Linked DNA regions of Mus musculus: regions 1, 3, 4, 5 and 6 are each linked to region 2. Evidence: chromatin contacts called from public Hi-C and promoter capture Hi-C data. All regions are on one chromosome and are shown on one strand. The core of a region is the stretch at or near the end of the contact, and the rest is flanking DNA. Distances in the headings are between cores, read along the strand shown.

Region 1 (3,108 bases), core at 383-2,882, 1.9 Mb after region 2:
AAGGAAGGACTTGAGTGGTTAACTGTAAAAAGGATCAGCCCCAGACACATTTCCTTGTCGGTATAGCCTTCAGCAGGGCAGAAGCACGCCCTACCGGAGCACAGCATGCAATTTGGACTCAATTCTGGAGAACGCTGTGCAGTGCAGGTGAGCTCACCAAGTTGACTAATCACTAACTGCGTGGCATAAAGCTACACGCACCCCTCCCCCTAGGCTTTTCAGAAGCAACAATGTTTGCAAACCATCAGAGTTCCCAGTGAAGAATTAGAAGAATTTTGCGGATTTCATTGCTCGACTACCCATTAACCTCTACCTTTCCACACCGGCCAAGAAATTGTCTCAGTAGCCCTGACTGTACTACAACCACCCAAATTAAATTCCTCTTCGCTGAGCAGGAGCATAAACACTGACAATTGGAGTGGCAGGGAGACACTTGTAGCTGTTATTTCTTCTGAAGAATTTGAGGAACTAAGAATAATTATTTAAAATACCAACTATTCTAGACAGGCTTGTCACTAACAGGGAAGATATTTCAGCTTAAATGTATACTTAACCATGTAACTATATGTTTATATATTTATGCATTTAAGTACATATCTATTCCATTGACATCACTCATTTGTAGAACATGTTTTTACAAAAAGAAAAAATGGTTTATTTAATAAGGTCTTTTTCTTTCAATATTATCATCCCACCCATTGTTGCAACATAAAGATGTGGTTTAAAGAATTTCTCTTCTCAAAGAATGCCTTGTATCCCCTTCAACCAAGTAGGCACACTCTGGGAGGCCAGCCAGGAAGTGGGAACGGCCTCCTATATAAAACTGGATTTTTATATGTACATTAAAACAGGATTCTACCTGTATTGCAGTAAGAGCACACCATTAAAACTTGAATTCTTTTCTTTGAAACCCCCTCCCCAAGGAAGGCAAAAATAGATTTAATTTTTTTCCCCTTAAAATTTTGGCAATAGCTTTAGCTTTTGAGGTGCTGTAACACTTTCTTTGGCTAGAAAAGTTTATGCAAACCAAGCTCAAAATGTCTACACCTTGCCTTAAGAACTCTATTTTGACACGCTCAAGACAGCACCAGGAGTGTGTCATTTGCCTACAGGAAGACAACAGAGAATGGCCTGTAAAGTAACACAAGGTTTCCAGACATGAAAAGGGTGTCATTAAGCCACCAGGCCAGAGTTTCCCTTTCCTCCCTCCTCAAACCAGGCCTGGGCGAGGGTGGGGACAGGGTGGAGTGGGCGAGGAGGGACAGGTCCGCACCGCACCTGCGGTTCTGTACCCCCCCCACCCCCTCCCTCCTGGGCGGGCCCGGTGCGGGGCTTGGCAGGCAGCGCTGTCCGCGGATCCACGGAAGCCTCCTCCTCCTCCGACCCGCGCGCGCGCCCCCACCCGCGCGCTCCCAGCTGCCGTGGGAATGGGCCACCCCCGGGACCGCGCCGAGCCTCAGCCCCGCCGGCCCCCACCCCCGCCCCGCGGCCGCCCACGCCGGGATCTGCGTCACTCGGCCGCGCGTGGGCGGGAGCCGGAGCGGCGAATGGAGCAAGAGCGGAATCTCCCGATGTGACAGCGCGCGGGGCGGGGCGGGGGCGGCGGAGGTGGCGGGGGAGGGAGAGGGAGAGGCCGAGGGAGGGGCGGCGGGAGAGGCCTAGGGAGGGCGCCCGGGGCCGCCGCCGCCCGCCTCCGCCCGAGCCTCCGCCCGCGCGACCGAGCGAGCGCCGTCGGGGCGGGCGGGGGACGGAGCGCGCGCCCACCGCGTCCCTGCCCCCCTCGATGGGCGCGGGGGCGTCCCGGCCGCCGCAGCCGCCGCAGGAGCCCGGCAGAGCCGTCGTCGCGGAGCGCGCCGCAGCTGCGGGCCGCGTAGGTACCGGGAGGGCCTCGAGATGGAGCGGGGGGCGCGGACGCGTGGCTCGGCGGGGCCGTCGCGTCCTGCCGGGCGGGGGGCGCGGGCTGTGCGGGGAGGACGCGCTCGCGGGCCCGCGTGGGGTGCCAGCTCCGGGGCGACCAGGGACTTCCGAAAAGTGCCGCTGAGTCTCCGCTTTCTTCCTGTTATCCGCCCCTTCCTACTGTAGTTGTGTTTTCAGAGCGGAAGGAGAGTTTTGCTTGGAAGTGGCTTTCAGAAACTTGGCACCCAGGTGCAGGGAAGCGGGAGTCGCCGAGCCTTTGAGGCTGAGTGGGGAATGTGCAGACACGTGTAGGACAGAGAAGCTTTGGACGCAGGTGTGTGACCTTACGGGGACAGACACCGAAGTACGGTCAACCCGGGAGATCTGCAAGGAATCTCCTGGGTAGAGCTGGAATTTGCGTCTGTAGGTTGAGCTGACCAAGTTTTGCAGCGGGCGACCAGCGGGAACCGTGCCCTGGCTCAGGGAGGCTTGGGAAATTTTGGATTGCCTGCTAATTTACAATTTGATCCGAAAGAGCTGGTTTGGAGTAAGTTGTCACTACCGATTGGTTTGCCAGTGACGTGCCTGCCAACTTTACGGAGTGCAAAGATCAGAATCTCTAAGGAGATTCTAAGATCTCGTATAAAAATATTTTGGCAGTTTTAATAGTTAATATTAGATTGCATAGGAGCAGAGGAACCGAATTTAAAATAAGATTAGTCACATCCGAAATGGTTCGCTGTTTTGTACACGCAGCGAATTACCCTTTTTAAATATTCACTTTTTGAAAAATCTTTCTTTGTACAATATATGTTATGACATTTATAATTCATCTGCCGGTTTTAAGAAGAGATACTGGAGAGAGGATGTATAGGGTCCATTGTATCGGATAGCCGACCAGGGTGGAGGCTATCTTCCTGAGATTCAAAGAGCTGCTTCACACCCAGCTTCTGTGCCAGCACAAGTGACTTGGATTGAAGGTTTCTTCCTCCAGCTTGCATCTTTTGAGACATTTAATTCTGTTCTTTCAGTAAGCTCAAGCAGATAAATAAGTATGCTGTTGAGAATTTGTAGATAGGCAGTGCAGTCAGCCTTCTTCATCTCTGTTTCCAGTTTAGATACTGGAACATTACATCTTGAAAGAAAATAATTTCAAGAAGTGCTAGGGAGATAATTTGTTTCTTTCTTTCTTTCTTTCTTTTCTTTTTCTTT
Region 2 (2,905 bases), core at 321-2,820:
TCACAAACCCCTTTCTCTTTACTTTGTATCTGCATCTGTTGGCTTGTTATTCTCATTTTCCCAGGAGCCAACAGTAACAGAAACCAGCCTAAACATTTGGGTCTCAGCAGAGTGTTTTCCTTTCCAGATAGCCATACTCACTTTCTCTTTCCCGCTTTGAGTGAGTCTGGAAACAGACATAGAGTCTTCCGCACAGTTCCCCAACTCCCTGAAGACTTCAGGGGAGTAATCCTCATAGTTGTTTCTGGGGATAACATCAACACACTCCGTCTGCTCATGTATGTTTTCACGCCTGTGTAAGATCCCTCCTCAGGAGAAACGCAGTGACTGAGATAGTTTTCTGCTATCTGGTAGTCCTGCTCTTGCAGGTCTTGACCTCTGATTCTGCAACCCTGCTACAGATCTCCTTAGCTTGGATTATCATAAAGATGATCAAAGATAGACTCTCGTCTTTGGACCCAGGACTATGCTGAGCTCAACTTTGCCCAAAGTTCCAAAGGCTCTTGTAGTTTCATCTAACTTTACTCACAAATGTGTTTTGAATACATGTTATTAGGTTAGTCAGGTTTATAATAATGACACATAAACTAATGTCTTTGATGTTTATAGGTAATGTCTCTAGAAAAAGAAATAGTTATAATACAAGATAAAATGCAAATCACAAGAGCTCCTAGGAGTTGAAAATAATCTCTCTCTCTCTCTCTCTCCCTCTCTCTCTCTCTCTCTCTCTCTCTCACTCACTCACTTTGACCCCTCTCTTCCATCTCTCTCCCCTCAAGTCCCACCTCAAGTCTTTCCACTTCAGGTGTTGCCCTTTTTCATGTTACAAGTGTTCTATTACCCTCCCCACACCTCTCCCTTTTTTTCCTCTCATAGGTTCCTAAGGATTATTTTGAGAGATGTATGTAACAGATATACAGTAGACGCCCTATGGGAAGAGTTAGAATCCCTTTAAAAGTTTGAGAGCAGCCGAGCGTGGTGGGGCACGCCTTTAATCCCAGCACTCGGGAGGCAGAGGCAGGCGGATTTCTGAGTTCGAGGCCAGCCTGGTCTACAAAGTGAGTTCCAGGACAGCCAGGGCTACACAGAGAAACCCTGTCTCGAAAAACAAAAAACAAAACAAAACAACAACAAAAAAGTTTATGAATACTTGGGACATAAAAGTTGATTGACATTAGAGATAGAAACCCAGGCAAACGCTCTGCCACTGTGCTGCATCCCCAGATCAAAAGTCTCCTGTAGAGATGGTTCAGTGGTTAAGAACACTGACTGCTCTTCCGGAGGTCCTAAGTACAATTCCCAGCAACCACATTGTGGCTCACAGCCATCTGTAATGGGATCTGATGCCTTCTTCTGGTGTGTCTGAAGACAGTGTACTCCTATACATAAAATAAGCAAGCAAGCAAACAAACAAACTAATACATACATCTTTAAAAAAAAAAAAGGCTCCTCTAGCTGGTAGTTTAAGGGAGTCTGGCGCTTGAAAGATGCATTTGGACACTCCCTTGCCTGTGGGAAGAGGCCTGGGGCCTAGAGCGCAGGCGGAACCAGAGTGCGCGGCCGCGGCGCAGGCCGGGAAGGTTTCTAGGGCGGACGCTGGTCCGGTCTCTCCTAGGCGTCCTACAGAGCCTGGGAGTGCTGCAGCTTCCCTGGCCCGCTGCGCAGCGTCGGCCCTGCAGACATGTCGGGGTTCAGCCCGGAACTTATCGACTACCTGGAAGGGAAAATCTCCTTTGAAGAGTTCGAAAGGCGGAGAGAAGAGAGAAAAACCCGAGAGAAGAAAGTGAGCCGCTGGGCCCCCGGTGCTCCTCGGTCTTGTTTTCCCCGAAACCGAGTCGTGGGTTGCCCAGGGTGGGCCCGGGATCCAGCAGCTTTCACCTCTTCCAAAATTTCCGATTTTCACTCCCACCCGAGTACTCAGAGCCTCTAAAGACATCTCCCCACCCGAAAGCCAGCCTTGGTGGGCGCTAACCTCCCCCGACCCCCTAATACCTGTTAAGTCGATGAGCCAGACAGGGTGATCTGATTAGTTCTAAACCTATCTTGCAACTAGGTTGTGACGGTGGTGGGAACCAGGCCTTTTGTTTTTGTGGTCTGTATAGGGGTCTTGGGGATCAAACTTCAGGGCCTCCAGCCTGCTGGACAAAGCTCCCCATCGCAAAGCTACATGCACCCCTGGTGCGCCTATTTTTGAGGAGTCTCCGTGTAATTTTTTTTCTTAGACATAAAAGTAAACCTAACTAACCAGATAGTGAGGATATCTGTTACTTTTTCAAATTTTAATAAAGATCTGAACTTTAAATAGTTTCTCATTTGTTTGAAGGCCAAGGGACCAACATAAAGATCTCTTGACCCTTTTGAAGTTAGCTAATGATTTCTTTCTTGACTCATAGACTTCTATGAACCCTATGGTTTATTTAAAGTCTTAGATTGATGACATTAAAATATTTAAAATCATTCCACTTGTATTTGCAAATGACTTACATAAACTAAAGACTTAAGTACATTGGAACACTTTGAAACTATTCAAATTTAGATTCCACGTATCATAGGGGAGGGTCAACTTTTATAAAGATAAGGCAAATGCCCTATTCAAGGCTGAGAGAATTAAATCTGAATTAGTTTTTGGAACTGTTTAATTCCCAATCACAGAGTGTTCAGGAAAAAGGAAAATCATCACCCAAAGAAAACCCAGATGACTCCGAAGTTCCATCCTCATCAGGAATTGACTCTGCCAAATCCCAGGACAAAGACGCCAATGAAGGTATGTTACTGCTGGCTTTAAATGAGCACTTAAGTAAAATGATTTGATAAAAACACTATTTGCTTTTTACTTTTTATTGCTTTTATGTTTATTGTAATAACATTCTATTTTTGTTTGTTGGTTTGTTTTTCATGACAGGCT
Region 3 (3,127 bases), core at 54-2,553, 1.1 Mb after region 2:
AGGTCATCTTTTTGTTTTCTTTTATGAGCTTTCCGCATACTACTTTTATTTCTCTGTGGAGCTAGTTTTGTCAAATATAATAATCACCAATAAAATAGTATTTTAAAAAGATGTGTGTGTGTGGGGGTGGGGGGACAGAACTGGCTCAACCAGTCTGAGTGGCAAGATGCTAACATGTAATGGAACATTTTAGCCATAGTCAGAGGTCAAAAGCATTTTGCTTTGATCTCCCTCTCTCTTGAAACAAGGTTTCACTGTATAGGTTGGTCAGGCTGTCCTCATTTTCACAGGTATCCTCCTGTAGAGTAGAGGGATTACAAGTGTATAAGCCACTAATGCCTGGCTGTGTGCCCCCATTTGAATAGTGAACCTAGAAATAACAAGCTGTTGATGTAAAATGAAAAATTTATAGGGTTAGGGGTTCAAATTTGTACCACAACTAGGTTAAAGTCATGAATCTTTCTCAATATTTCTTTAGCCAAACTCTCTACTTATTTATTTATTTACCTCCGCGCGCCCCCACCCACCCGCTTACTCCTTTTATGTTCAGGAAGAAACACTAAGTATTAGTATTTCTAGTATTAGTACTCAATTGTCGTGAGCATACAGTTTTGGGGGGGCCTAAGAGTTTACTTTGTTACAATCAAACTGAAATGGGTGTTGTCTGAGAGAAGGAAATGCGCTAGAATACATTTCAGCTTCTATTCAAAGATACCTAAAATCCTTTCTATTGCAGTGTTTGAAGAAAGGAATTTCACCCGGCTACGCAAGTGTTTCTGGAGTGTAATGTTCTTTCGGCTTCTCAAGATGTATGGAACAGGCAGTGATGAAAGTTACACTAAGGGAGAGTCTCGCGTAAATTTTGCTTCTATAATAACCAAGTACCTATAATGCACTTTTAAAGCTTAATAGTTCGAACATCCCACACAACGTAAAAAATTAAAAACCCAAACCCGCTGGAAAGAGCCTCACATTGCCACCTATGCTAGATTAGAAACCCTTTCTCAGCAGGTTGTGCCGCAAAGGCTTCGCTACCCGGCCCTCCCCGCCCGCGCACACCCACCGCCCCAGTCGCGGCTGCACTTCCGCGGCGCGCCGACCACCTGCGGACACCTAGGGTGCACAGCGCGAGCCCCGGAGGCAGCAGGAACCTGCTCTGCCGCAGGCCTTCTGGGCCGTGCCGCAGCTCTAGGAAGCCTTCGAGCTTACCGGCCGCCAGCTCCTGGCTGGTCACAGGACAATTCCCGCGGCAGCCACAGTAGGTCCTCTGGCTAGAGCTACTGGTGCGCCCCACCGCTTCCGGAAGGCTGCCAAGCTGCTCTAGCGAGCAGCCGATTGGCTGCCAGCCGCGCCAATCCCACTTCCTGCTGTGGGCGGGCCTTAGAGGAGCGCGAGCGCGGGTCCTGCTGAGCGCAGCCGTGCTTCGGTCCGAAGGACGTCCAGCGAAGTAGGCCGTGCAACTCAGGGTTTGCTGAGTGCTTGCCGCTGTGGGTGGTGAATGCGCGCTAGAAGGTAGTGTCACCGCGAACGAGCGTGCCCGGTGATGCTCGGGGAGGCTGAAGGCGCCTCCCGGGGCTAGGTGCGGATTTGCGGGGCTCGCGCGCACGCGTTTCAAGCCTCTGGGCTGGCTCGGCAGTAGTTGGAGCTCAGACCCTTGGGGTTCAAGGTGGGAAAGTTTTGTCTTGCTAGAGAGTGTAGCGGCTTGTAGCACTGTGCGTTGTCTCACACAAAAAGGTATTAATTTGTGGTTATTCCCAATGAAGACAGTGTACATCCTGAAGAGATGTGAATACCAGAAGTTCATCTCTATGAGGAAGGGGAGGAAAAAAAGATTTGATTAATCCATTCTCTTTCTAAATCATCTTTGAAAGTACTTTTTTTTTTTTAACCTTGGTGATTTGTATTTATAAAACTTTGTGAGTTTTATTTCAGAAATAACTCTGAAAAACATTTTAAAGTTGACAGAATGCTTGCGTGCGTGTGTGTGTGTGTGTGTGTGTGTGTGTGTGTGTAGGTATCTTTTATTTGTGTTGGTTCTGTGTGATGGTTGGGTTGGATTTATTCTGTTGTAAAATTTGCTGTTTTCTCCCTAAAATCCAAGCTCTCTAATCTTTTTGCTTTTGTAGATCAGTTTCTCTTTCTGATCACAGCATACTTCCAGGACTGTTGATTGGCTTCAGTAAACATGACTTCTTTTCTAACACTAGGACTGTTCCAACAGTAGGATTGTCCTCACTAGGTATGAATTCTTTTCCCACACTCCATGTGTTGTGTGCTGGAACATCAACCCTCTGGCTTTTCAGAGGAGGTCTTTAAGTGCACACCCCTTAATAATATGCCACATTCCTGAATATGTTTTCAATATACATTCACTGCCCTCAAAGCAATATGAGCCAGAGAGGAAGGGACAGATAAATAAAATAGCCATTTATGAGTTTGAATTAAAAAAACGAAGGGATGCCTAATCTCTTGGGAGATTGGAATATGGAAAAAGAGTTTTGGGAACTGACACAAGACATCCCAGAAAAATGTCATGTGGCCCAGGAAATCCTACCACATCTAGGTAAAGAGAGCCACATTGTAGTGTGACCAGATTAGTACTGTGTGTACATTTGGAAAATGGGATGAAATTAGAGAGATAGGGTAGTAGGGAATTTGGACTTAACATACTTAGCAGTTGAAAAATCTTAAAAATTTAAAGTAGGATAGCAAAGATACTTTAATTATAGAAACAACTTACAAATATTTAAATCCATATATCAATTTGGTAGTTATTGGAGTCGTTCAGAGGAGAAATACTAAGGGGCTGACCAGAAGTGGTATTAGGAAGAATGCTCTAAGAAACTCAGGAAGGAGCAGGTGCCATGTATATGGTGGGAATTCTTACAGTATTGTTGAGATTTCTAACTTGCTTGCTTGGAAAGTATTGAGGTGTGGCCTTCTGAGCCAAAATATGCATATGTCTTAGAAATATGGTAATCTTCTGCAAGTTAACAAGATTTTCCATTCCATTGTAATAGATGTGTAATGTGTGTAGAGGAATATAAAAGATAGTACATGAAGTTCCTATGTTGGCTATTAATTTTATTACCAAGCAAATCATAGAGAAAAAGCGATTCTGAGATAG
Region 4 (3,016 bases), core at 236-2,735, 1.1 Mb after region 2:
GCTACTTACTTCAGATGAACCTGAGTTTGGGAGTGCAGTGCTTCCCCCAGCACATTCCCAGTTTCATCCACCACAGCCGCTCCTGTGTCATCACAGCTGGTTTCAATTCCCAGGACCAGTTTATGACAAGAGAGAGTTCTGGGATGAACACTAAATCTTCTTAAAAATCCATAAACTTTACTCTTTGGGGGCTTGGGAATAGCTCCTGCTGTCCTTCTTAACATTAGCATATTTGTTACTCTACAAATACTTCCTAGAAAAGAGTTACAGAAATATTATGTCATTTGCAATGAATTCATTTATTTAAACAAAATAATGAATGTTATCTTATTTTTTAAGTATGCAGACTTCAAAATTTTAAGAACATTTGTAAAAACATTATCAAAATCTTTTAGAGGTCCTAGAAATCACTAGATAGGAATAAATCAAATTTTGCAAGAGAAAAATGAGAAGCATATAAAATGATTATAATGTATCAAGTTGAGCACCCCCAAAGTGAAAGAAGCTCTAAAGCACGCTACCACCTGAGTTGTTAGTGGAAACACAAAAAGTACTAAAAATATTATTGTATAAAATTGCCTTAGCTGTGTTTACAGGATGCAAATGAAACACGAATTTCACATCTATACCTGGGTTTCATCCTCAAATTGGTCACGAATATGGCACATCGCAAAATTAAAAAAAATTTTTTTTTGAAATTTGGAACACTTCTGGTCCAGGCATTTTGGGTAAACCATGCTCAACACGCACTTTATACAACAGTTAATGTTATAGTATAATAGTTATGTGGACAGTACTACTTAAAGTGATGTTAAAAATTAAAGGCAAATAGAACAAATCAAAAATAAAGGCCTCCCATTTATTGACTCCCCTCTCCCCCAGAAAATAGTGTACTGCATTTGGACAGTTTATTAAAATATTATGCTCACTAATCAGGATTTAATTTTGTATTTTGGAAGCAAGCCCTCTCATAAAGTTCATTGTAAAAAACAAGCAAAAACCCCCGGCATCTCTGCAAAGACAACCGTAAACACTTATCCAATCTTCGGATTCACATCTCCACTTTTTGTAATAGGTTCACCACCCAAACCTCTTCCTAAACCCTTCTCCCCACATCAACTCCTCCCCAAAAGGTAGCAATCCATCCATCACTAAACATAAACACTCTAGTATTCCCACACTGCAAGACGTGTGGAATGAGCAAAACTGGGGTTAGAAATACAGTGAACGCGTCAACTGGGAAAGCAGACCTGCAGTGACTGGGCTGAGAGTAAACTACGCGCAGATTTCAGTCGTGAGCTCCCACAGCCTCTCCAGAAGAATTAGTTTTGGACAACACAGCTGGAATCTGTTGCTGGAAAGCAACGGAGTCTCTGTTGGTGGTGAGCAAAAGCTTGGGACAGGAAAGACGTGCGCGGGAGCAGTCTCCATTCCCCTTAGGAAACTGCGGGCGCCCGCACTACGCAGGCGCCCGGAAGTGACGTCACCGCCCTTGGGCCGGCGGTCCTTCTCTTGTCTTAGTAAAGAAATGCTTAATAACTTCTTATAGCCCCAGGCGTTCCTGCCAGGTTTGTGAATACCAGGTCTTTTACTAAGTCACGCTGATAGCGACTCATGAAAAGGTGTCCAGATTCAGTAGATCTCACTGTGCCCACACTATGCCGCATTTAAGGAAAGGGTTCTGCCCTCCGTTAGAACTTTGCTGCCACCAAGAGAAAAAGGGTAGGATTTACTGTCATTCTATTTTAGGAAAGCTGTCACCAGACTTAAAAGGTAGTGGCCTGAGAAACCTTCCATTTTCATGGGGAAAGTATTTTCATCAGAAGTCAGAACACCCGCAAAAACAGCACTTGATTCTCAGTGAAGTGTATTTGGTTGTACAGTTTAAACAACTGCTGCATTTATCATCCCAAGTGAAGCACCCATGGCATTCTATAGCCCCGGATTACTAGGTCAGCTTTCAACTTTCTGTATAGCATGTACTAATTATTGCATCTTGCTTTGTTTTTGTTGGTCTGGTTTGTGAACCTGTTAGTACAATCAAATGGATGTATTCCAAATCTTTCCTCTCTACCTAAACTTTAAAACTGTAGCAAGCAAAGGCTTTACAATGCAAGGCTGGGAAGGGCTTGGATCTTTGCTTTGATGAGTTAAAAAACCACCACCACCACCACCAGGTAACTCTTCTCACAGACTTACACTAAACTCTAGGAGAAGGTACTAGTAAATTCATAATTACAATATTGAACTTACTTTTAAAAAAATTGAGACTTTTTTCAACCTGTGACAATAAAGTAACAATTTTGTGCCAGCAGGGTCAGGAACACATCCAGGAGATACTGTGCTTGGTGGCCTCATTTACAGATAATTGGGCTGCTAATTTTGAATGAATTTAGTCACAGAGTTAAGTGCCTCTGACTAACACAGAATGGGCCAGGGCAACCTTGAGTCTGGAACCTGTTTGGTTAAATACCAGAAGTCAAACTCATTTGTAACCTTCAGGTGAATTTAATAGGAAGAATTTTACAATACTTATACCTTACGTGTTCCACTTAGATGCATGTACATGTGTATGAAATATAAAAATCTATGATTCAGGTTCTTGCAATGTTGTCCAGAACTCGCGGACTTCTTTTTGTAAGCCTCCACAGTAACTGGGACTACAAATACCCACTCCTGTAGGCCTACCTGGACTTTATCACACATTCATCCAGACTGTTCCTTTATGGCAGGTACTTTCTTAGTTGTGAGAGCTAAAAACTTAAGGTTAACCCTCGATCTTCAATGCAGATAATTGAAAGGTAGAGAACTGGAAATGCACACAAAGTGGAGTAACCTGGAGAAGGCTGAGTGGTTTGAATGGCTGTATCTGTAGCCTGGCAAGATCATGACCTAATTCCTTGGTTTCTGCATCTGATTCCTCTCCAGGCTTTGGCTTGGAAGTGACTGGACTCTAGATTACTGAGTCACACATCACAAATTGCTAGAAAACCATTTAAAAGTCATCAGAACTTGT
Region 5 (2,823 bases), core at 312-2,811, 1.1 Mb after region 2:
ATGAACGCGGGTGCCCTTGCATTTGGAGCATAAATGTTCAGAATTAAGGGTTCTTCTTAGTAGATATTTCCTTTGATGAGTATGAAGTGTCCTTCCTTATCTTTTTTGATGACTTTTGGTTGAAAGTCAATTTTATCCTATATTAGAATGTCTACTCCAATTTGTTTCTTGGGACCATTTGATTGGAAAATTATTCTCAGCCCTTTATTCTGACATAGTGTTTGTCTTTGACACTGAGGTGTGTTTCCTATATGCAGCAAAATGTTGGGCCCAGTTTACATATCCAGTCTGTTAGTCTATGTCTTTTTATTGGGGGGATTGAGTCCATTGATGTTAAGAGAAATTAAGGAATAGTGATTGCTGCTTCCTATTATTTTTTATGTTATTTTTATGTTTGTGTGGTTATCTTCTTTTGGGTGTGTTGAAAGGAGATTACTTTCTTGCTTTTTCTAGGGTGCAGTTTCCCTCCTTGTGTGGGTGTTTTCCATCTATTATCCTTTATAGAGCTAGATTTGTGGAAAGACACTGTGTACATTTTGTTTTGCCATGGAATATCTTTGTTTCTCCATCTATGGTAATTGAGGGTGTTGCTGTAATAGTAGTCAGGGCTGCTATTTGTGGTCTCTTAGGGTCTGTATGACATCTGCCCAGGATCTTCCAGCTTTCATAGTCTCTGCTGAGAAGTCTGGTGTAATTCTGATAGGTATGACTTTGCATGTTACTTCACCCTTTTTCCTTACTGCTTTTAATATTCTTTTGTTTGTTTGTTTGTTTAGTGCATTTGGTATTTTGATTATTATGTGATGGGAGGAATTTCTTTTCTGGTCCAATTTATTTGGAGTTCTGTAGGCTTCTTGTATGTTCATGGGCATCAAATTCTTTAGGTTAGGAAAGTTTTCTTGTTTAATTTTGTTGAGGATATTTACTGACCATTTAAGTTGGGAATCTTCACTCTCTTCTATACCTGTTATCCTTAGATTTGGTCTTGTCATTGTGTCCTGGATTTCCTGGATATTTTGGGTTAGGAGCTTTTTGCAATTTGCATTTTCCTTGACTGTTGTTTCAATGTTTTCTATGGTATCCTCTGCACCTGAGATCTGCATCTGGTATGTCTTAAGACAGAGACAGTGAACTCATCATATACATAAAATAAGTAAATCTGAAGAAGAAGAGGAGGAGGGGAGGGGAGGAGGAGGAGGAGAAGGAGGAGGAGGAGGGGGAGGAGGGAAGGGACGAGAAGAAGAGGAAGAGAAGGAGGAGGAGGAAGAGGAAGGGGAGGGGAGAGGAGGGGGAAGGGGATGAGAAGAAAAAGAAGAAGAGGAAGAAGGAGGGGGAGGAGGAGGAAGGGGGAGGGGGAGGAGGAGAAGAAAACCAAATTTAAGAGTATTAAATTATAGTGATTTATTTTTACATAGGATCCACTAGGGGGCGATACAGACCATTCATAGATTCTGCAGCCAAGCCACACCTACATTTAGCAGAAAACCATTTTGCAGTGGAGCACAACTCTTAATTCGACTTTTCACAACCCACCCCGCGCGCGCTTGCCACTGCGCAGGCGTGAGTGTGCGCACTCCATTGGTCGGGGTGCCGGAAGGGGCGGATTCCTGAGTGGAACCCAGGCTTCCTGCCGGGGCTGCTGGCTGCCGTTCCTTCCTCAGTCGCGGTTCTTGGCGTGCGGCGCGGCTAGGCGATGCCCAGCAGTGGGGTGCACGCCGATGGCCGCGCCGCGCCGGGGCCCCCACACACATCGACTGCGCACGCCGAGTCCCTTAGCAGCAAGGTGCCGTGGGACGCCGGGGAAGGGTGGTGGGCGGCGGGCCCCGCTGTGCCCTGTAGCCTCCGCCGTGCATTCTCAGCACCAGCAGCTGATTCCCCTCCATCCTGCAGGTTTGCGACGATGGAGGCGTGTCCCCTGAAAAAAAGTGACACACAGATGTGTTGCTCAGTCACACACAGATCTGTTGCTCTGTGGCTGTGCTTCATCCAGTTAGCCACGCACCCGCCTGGGTGCCATCCATGACGTCCATCATAAAAGTTTAGAAGTCTGTACCTGTTCTTCCAGACTCAGGCAAAAGCTTCTTAGCCGATTTTCTCAGCTGCCTGTTACCTTAAAATATATTCTCAACTTTAAGTGATCCTAAAAACATCTGTTTGGTCATCTCTTTATTATTCAACAAGAGAAAGGAGCACCCTATCAAATTAATTTTTTTCTATACCTTTAGGATAGGATTTCATAAATAACTCAGGCCAGCCTCAGATATTATTGCTTAGGCATTACTTGAATAATTCTCTTGCCTAATAGCCAGGATTTCAGGGAGGCAACCCCATACCGGAACTAGTCCTAACTTCCAGTTACAGACGAAAATCTTTAAACGTGTAGAGTGGAAGGGTGTGGGTATAGTCTTTTCAGATATTAAACATTCCTAAATTCTGTATTTTTTCTGTCCTATATGATATCTTCAGTACATTGCCTAATTCCCGCTGTACCACAGTGTACTGTGGTGTCACCTAAAGTGACACCTGTCATTCCTGTAATGAGCATAAAAACACTGTACAAGCAGACTTGAATCTCAAGGAAAGCGTACTCAATATGGCTTTGTAGGTTATTAGTACAGCTCTCAGGACTTAATAGACTATTTGCCTAGCTTAACGATACCAGCAATATGCAGTCCTTAATACTTGAAATAGAATGATACAGTGGTGGAAAATCATGTTGGATCAGTGCAGGTAGGGCATTCAGTACCATAGTACCATTTCATTTGTTTTATCCGAATGTCTGGCTGTCATCTAGTGCATACATCATAAAACCATTGGTTGTTG
Region 6 (2,964 bases), core at 115-2,614, 1.6 Mb after region 2:
CAAAAGAAAAAAGAGAAGCAAGGCAACTTCTACATGTAACAAAAATACCTGAGTATCGTTGGTGCTTTCTGCTAAAAAGGCACTATTCTTTTTAAGATGTTTTGTTTTGTTCTGTTTTTTGAGACAGGACTTCTCTGTGTAGCCTTGGCTATCCTGGAACTCACTCTATAGACCAGGCTGGCCTTGAACTTAGAAATCCCTGCCTCTATCTCCCAAGTACTGGGATTCAAGGCGTGCGCCACCATGCGCGGCTTAAGATGTGTTTTTAACTATGTATATATGTATGCCCATGTAAGTACAAGTGTCCAATGGATCCAGAAGAAACTATCAGATTCCTTGGAGACGGAGTTAAAGGTAGTTATGAGCCACACGGGAAGCAGAACTTTGTCCTCTTAGCCAGTCCTTTAAGAGCAGTATAGGCTCTTAAAACCGCGGAACCATCTCCCTAACTCCACTGGTAACTACTCATTTAGAACTAAGAAACATTCTATGCCTTTGCAGGAACCTTCCACAACAGACTGTAAGGCATAAGAAACGTGCAGACGGAACAAGGGTGCGTTCCACGTCTGAGATGCTCCTAGACTGCACAGATGTCTAACAGCACACATTTCATCGCCCAAAAGTACTTCAGTGAAGAGTTCCACAGGGGGGAAATTGAAGTTTTTGCGTATGGTACTGGGGAAAAGGAATTACACTAGCCAAAGCTCCTAAAATGGGTGCTACCACATTTCCTTCTGCCAAGGTCCGATTGCAGTGAGAGACACTCTTAGAAAGTTAATATCTGCACTGCTCCGGTCAAGCCACGCTAAATGGTCACAACATTATTCTGTGAGTTCCAATTGCCTGCGCTGCTACTACTGCTAGCTGAAATAATCAAGTTCCTTACCCGGAGCCCAGGTACACAACCTGTCATTTCTGTGTGACTTAAGAAAATACCCTACACAGTAAATCAGGTGGCACGTCCCCACACAGCGCCCAGTTCCAAGAAAGAAAATAAATAGGAGACAAACGGAGGGGGGAGAAAGTTGTGGGACGTCAAGGCCTAACAGATGCTAGAGGACGGAAAATGAAGGTGCTGTTGCAAGAAAAAGAGCAAAGTCAGAGGACGCATGTCGTTGCGATCGCCGCTGAGGTCGCCGCGGGGCAGCAAAGCAGAGGCTGCCATACAAAGGCGACTAGATCTGCGAGACCTGCGGGGACACTTGTGAGCCTTTTCCCCCAAGCCGGCCCTTAGCTCTGCCTTGCTCACCAACTCACCTCGACAGGAGCCGCCACGCATATGGCTGCCCCATGGCCTAAAAACCCAAGAGCAGAAGAAGCAGAGTGTAGTGGTTCCACCGGCTCTGGTAGTTAGACCCGCCCACAGCCCCGCCCACAGCCGATGAGAGCAGAGGAGAGCCGGGGTCACTGATGACAAGTCCTCCGGTGGGCCAGAGCGGCCCAACGCCTACACTTCCGCTGCGCTACGCTCACGGGCCCGGCCGGGCGGGGCGGGGCGGGGCAAAACAGGAGCAGTTAGGAAACCAGCAAGAGCAGTGGGCAGGGCCACACTAGACAGGGCCAGGCCGGGTAAAGGTGGGGCGGGTCCTGGCTAGGGGCGTTAACTAGTGAGGGGAGGAGGAAGAGGAGGAGCCAAGACGAAAGCTGAGAGGTGAGTAACCAAAGCAAAGAGAAAAGTAGAAAAACTTATTTATAATAGCCAGAAGCTGGAAAGAAGCCAGATGTCCTTCAACAGAGGAATGGAGATAGAAAATGTAGTACATTTACACAATGGAGTACTACTCCGCCATTAAAAACAATGACTTCATGAAATTCTTAGGCAAATGGATGGAACTAGAAAGTATCAATCCTGAGTAAGGTGACCCAATCACAAAAGAACACACAGTATGGATATGAGCCCAAAGGCTCGGCAAGATACAATTCACCGACCACAAGAAGCTCAAGAAGAAGGAAGACCAAAGTGTGGGTGCTTTGGTCCTTCTTAGAAGAGGAAATAAAATACCCACAGGAGGAAATACAGAGGCAAGTGTGGAGCAGAGACTGAAGGCAAGGCCATCCAGAGAATGCCCCACCTGGGGATCCATTCCATATATAGTCACCAAACCCAGAGACTTTTTATTGTAGGTGCCAACAAGTGCTTGCTGACAGGCGCCTGATACAGCTATCTCCAGAGAGGCTCTGTCAGAGCCTGACAAAGAGGTGGATGCTCACAGTCAACTATTGGACTGAGCACAGGGTCTCCAATGGAGGAGTTAAAGAAAGGAATGAAGGAGCTGAATTGGTTTGCAACTCCATAGGACAAACAACAATATCAACCAACCAGAACCCCCAGAGCTCCCAGGGACTAAACCACCAACCAAAGAGTACACATGGAGGGACCCATGGCTCCAGGTGCATATGTAGCAGATGATGGCCTTGTCAGGCATCAATGGGAGGAGAGGCCCTTGGTCCTGTGAAGGCTGGATGCCCCAGTGTAGGGGAATGCCAGGATGGGGAAGCCAGAGAGGGGGGTTGGTTGGTTGGGGGAGCATTGTCACAGAAGCAGGGGGAAGGGGGAGGGGATAGGAGGTTTCCATAGGAGAAGGAAAGGAAGAGAGGGGATAACATTTGAAATGTAAATAAAGAAAATATCTAATAAGAAATTTCAAAAACCTTTAAATATAATTTTTTTACTACCACATTTAATGTAAAAAGATTGCATTGCCTTTTCTTTGTAATATTGAGAAACAATAAATACGGTAGTGGTTTTTACTTTAAAAAATGGAAAGGAAAGGAGTTTGCTCCCTAGACTAGGCTGTCTTGAAATGCCCAGTTGATTATCTATGTTTGGCTTTTAAGTTTAATCAGCAGGTATTAATTGATCTGAAGGAGTTTGTGTAATTTTTTTTTTTTTTTTGGTTTTTTGAGACAGGGTTTCTCTGTATAGACCTGGCTGTCCTGGAGCTCACTTTGTAGACCAGGCTG

What was found. Promoter capture Hi-C pulls out the DNA fragments that hold promoters and counts their contacts. A called contact is a pair of places that touch in the nucleus more often than the background predicts.
Region 1: a promoter capture Hi-C map of hippocampal neurons shows a contact between it and region 2, with 3 times the contacts expected there. The contact joins the promoter of Nab1 here to the promoter of Gtf3c3 in region 2. A contact is called at or near these places in 1 of 39 promoter capture datasets (hippocampal neurons) and 1 of 115 datasets of contacts at active chromatin or transcription factors (astrocytes).
Region 3: a contact with region 2 is called in a promoter capture Hi-C map of hippocampal neurons, with 3 times the contacts expected there. The contact joins the promoter of Ormdl1 here to the promoter of Gtf3c3 in region 2. A contact is called at or near these places in 5 of 39 promoter capture datasets (the 3T3-L1 cell line, cranial neural crest, frontonasal cranial neural crest and 2 more).
Region 4: a contact with region 2 is called in a promoter capture Hi-C map of stem cell-derived epiblast-like cells, with 2.4 times the contacts expected there. The contact joins the promoter of Osgepl1 here to the promoter of Gtf3c3 in region 2. A contact is called at or near these places in 8 of 39 promoter capture datasets (the 3T3-L1 cell line, the C10 cell line, cranial neural crest and 5 more), 1 of 484 Hi-C or Micro-C datasets (embryonic stem cells) and 1 of 115 datasets of contacts at active chromatin or transcription factors (astrocytes).
Region 5: a contact with region 2 is called in a Hi-C map of B cells, with 10 read pairs. The contact joins the promoter of Asdurf here to the promoter of Gtf3c3 in region 2. A contact is called at or near these places in 4 of 39 promoter capture datasets (cranial neural crest, hippocampal neurons, liver and 1 more), 1 of 484 Hi-C or Micro-C datasets (B cells) and 2 of 115 datasets of contacts at active chromatin or transcription factors (embryonic stem cells and large pre-B cells).
Region 6: a promoter capture Hi-C map of hippocampal neurons shows a contact between it and region 2, with 2.5 times the contacts expected there. The contact joins the promoter of Hibch here to the promoter of Gtf3c3 in region 2.

What each region holds. Positions count from the first base shown.
Region 1 is chr1:52,498,972-52,502,079 of GRCm38.p6, reverse strand. It overlaps Nab1 (Ngfi-A binding protein 1), which reads left to right and starts at 1,632. Exons shown (of 8, transcript NM_008667.3): 1 at 1,632-1,870.
Region 2 is chr1:54,437,691-54,440,595 of GRCm38.p6, reverse strand. Gtf3c3 (general transcription factor IIIC, polypeptide 3) reads left to right here and starts at 1,570. Exons shown (of 18, transcript NM_001033194.3): 1 at 1,570-1,783; 2 at 2,653-2,764. The coding sequence starts at 1,682.
Region 3 is chr1:53,295,271-53,298,397 of GRCm38.p6, reverse strand. It overlaps Ormdl1 (ORM1-like 1 (S. cerevisiae)), which reads right to left and starts at 1,303. Exons shown (of 4, transcript NM_145517.4): 1 at 1,210-1,303. Pms1 (PMS1 homolog 1, mismatch repair system component) reads left to right here and starts at 1,370. Exons shown (of 13, transcript NM_153556.2): 1 at 1,370-1,512.
Region 4 is chr1:53,312,093-53,315,108 of GRCm38.p6, reverse strand. It overlaps Osgepl1 (O-sialoglycoprotein endopeptidase-like 1), which reads right to left and starts at 1,485. Exons shown (of 8, transcript NM_001285839.1): 1 at 1,251-1,485; 2 at 10-253. The coding sequence starts at 230.
Region 5 is chr1:53,351,490-53,354,312 of GRCm38.p6, reverse strand. Asdurf (ASNSD1 upstream reading frame) reads left to right here and starts at 1,561. Exons shown (of 4, transcript NM_001353501.1): 1 at 1,561-1,783. The coding sequence starts at 1,694. Asnsd1 (asparagine synthetase domain containing 1) reads left to right here and starts at 1,561. Exons shown (of 6, transcript NM_133728.3): 1 at 1,561-1,783.
Region 6 is chr1:52,843,438-52,846,401 of GRCm38.p6, reverse strand. It overlaps Hibch (3-hydroxyisobutyryl-Coenzyme A hydrolase), which reads right to left and starts at 1,364. Exons shown (of 14, transcript NM_146108.2): 1 at 1,258-1,364. The coding sequence starts at 1,292.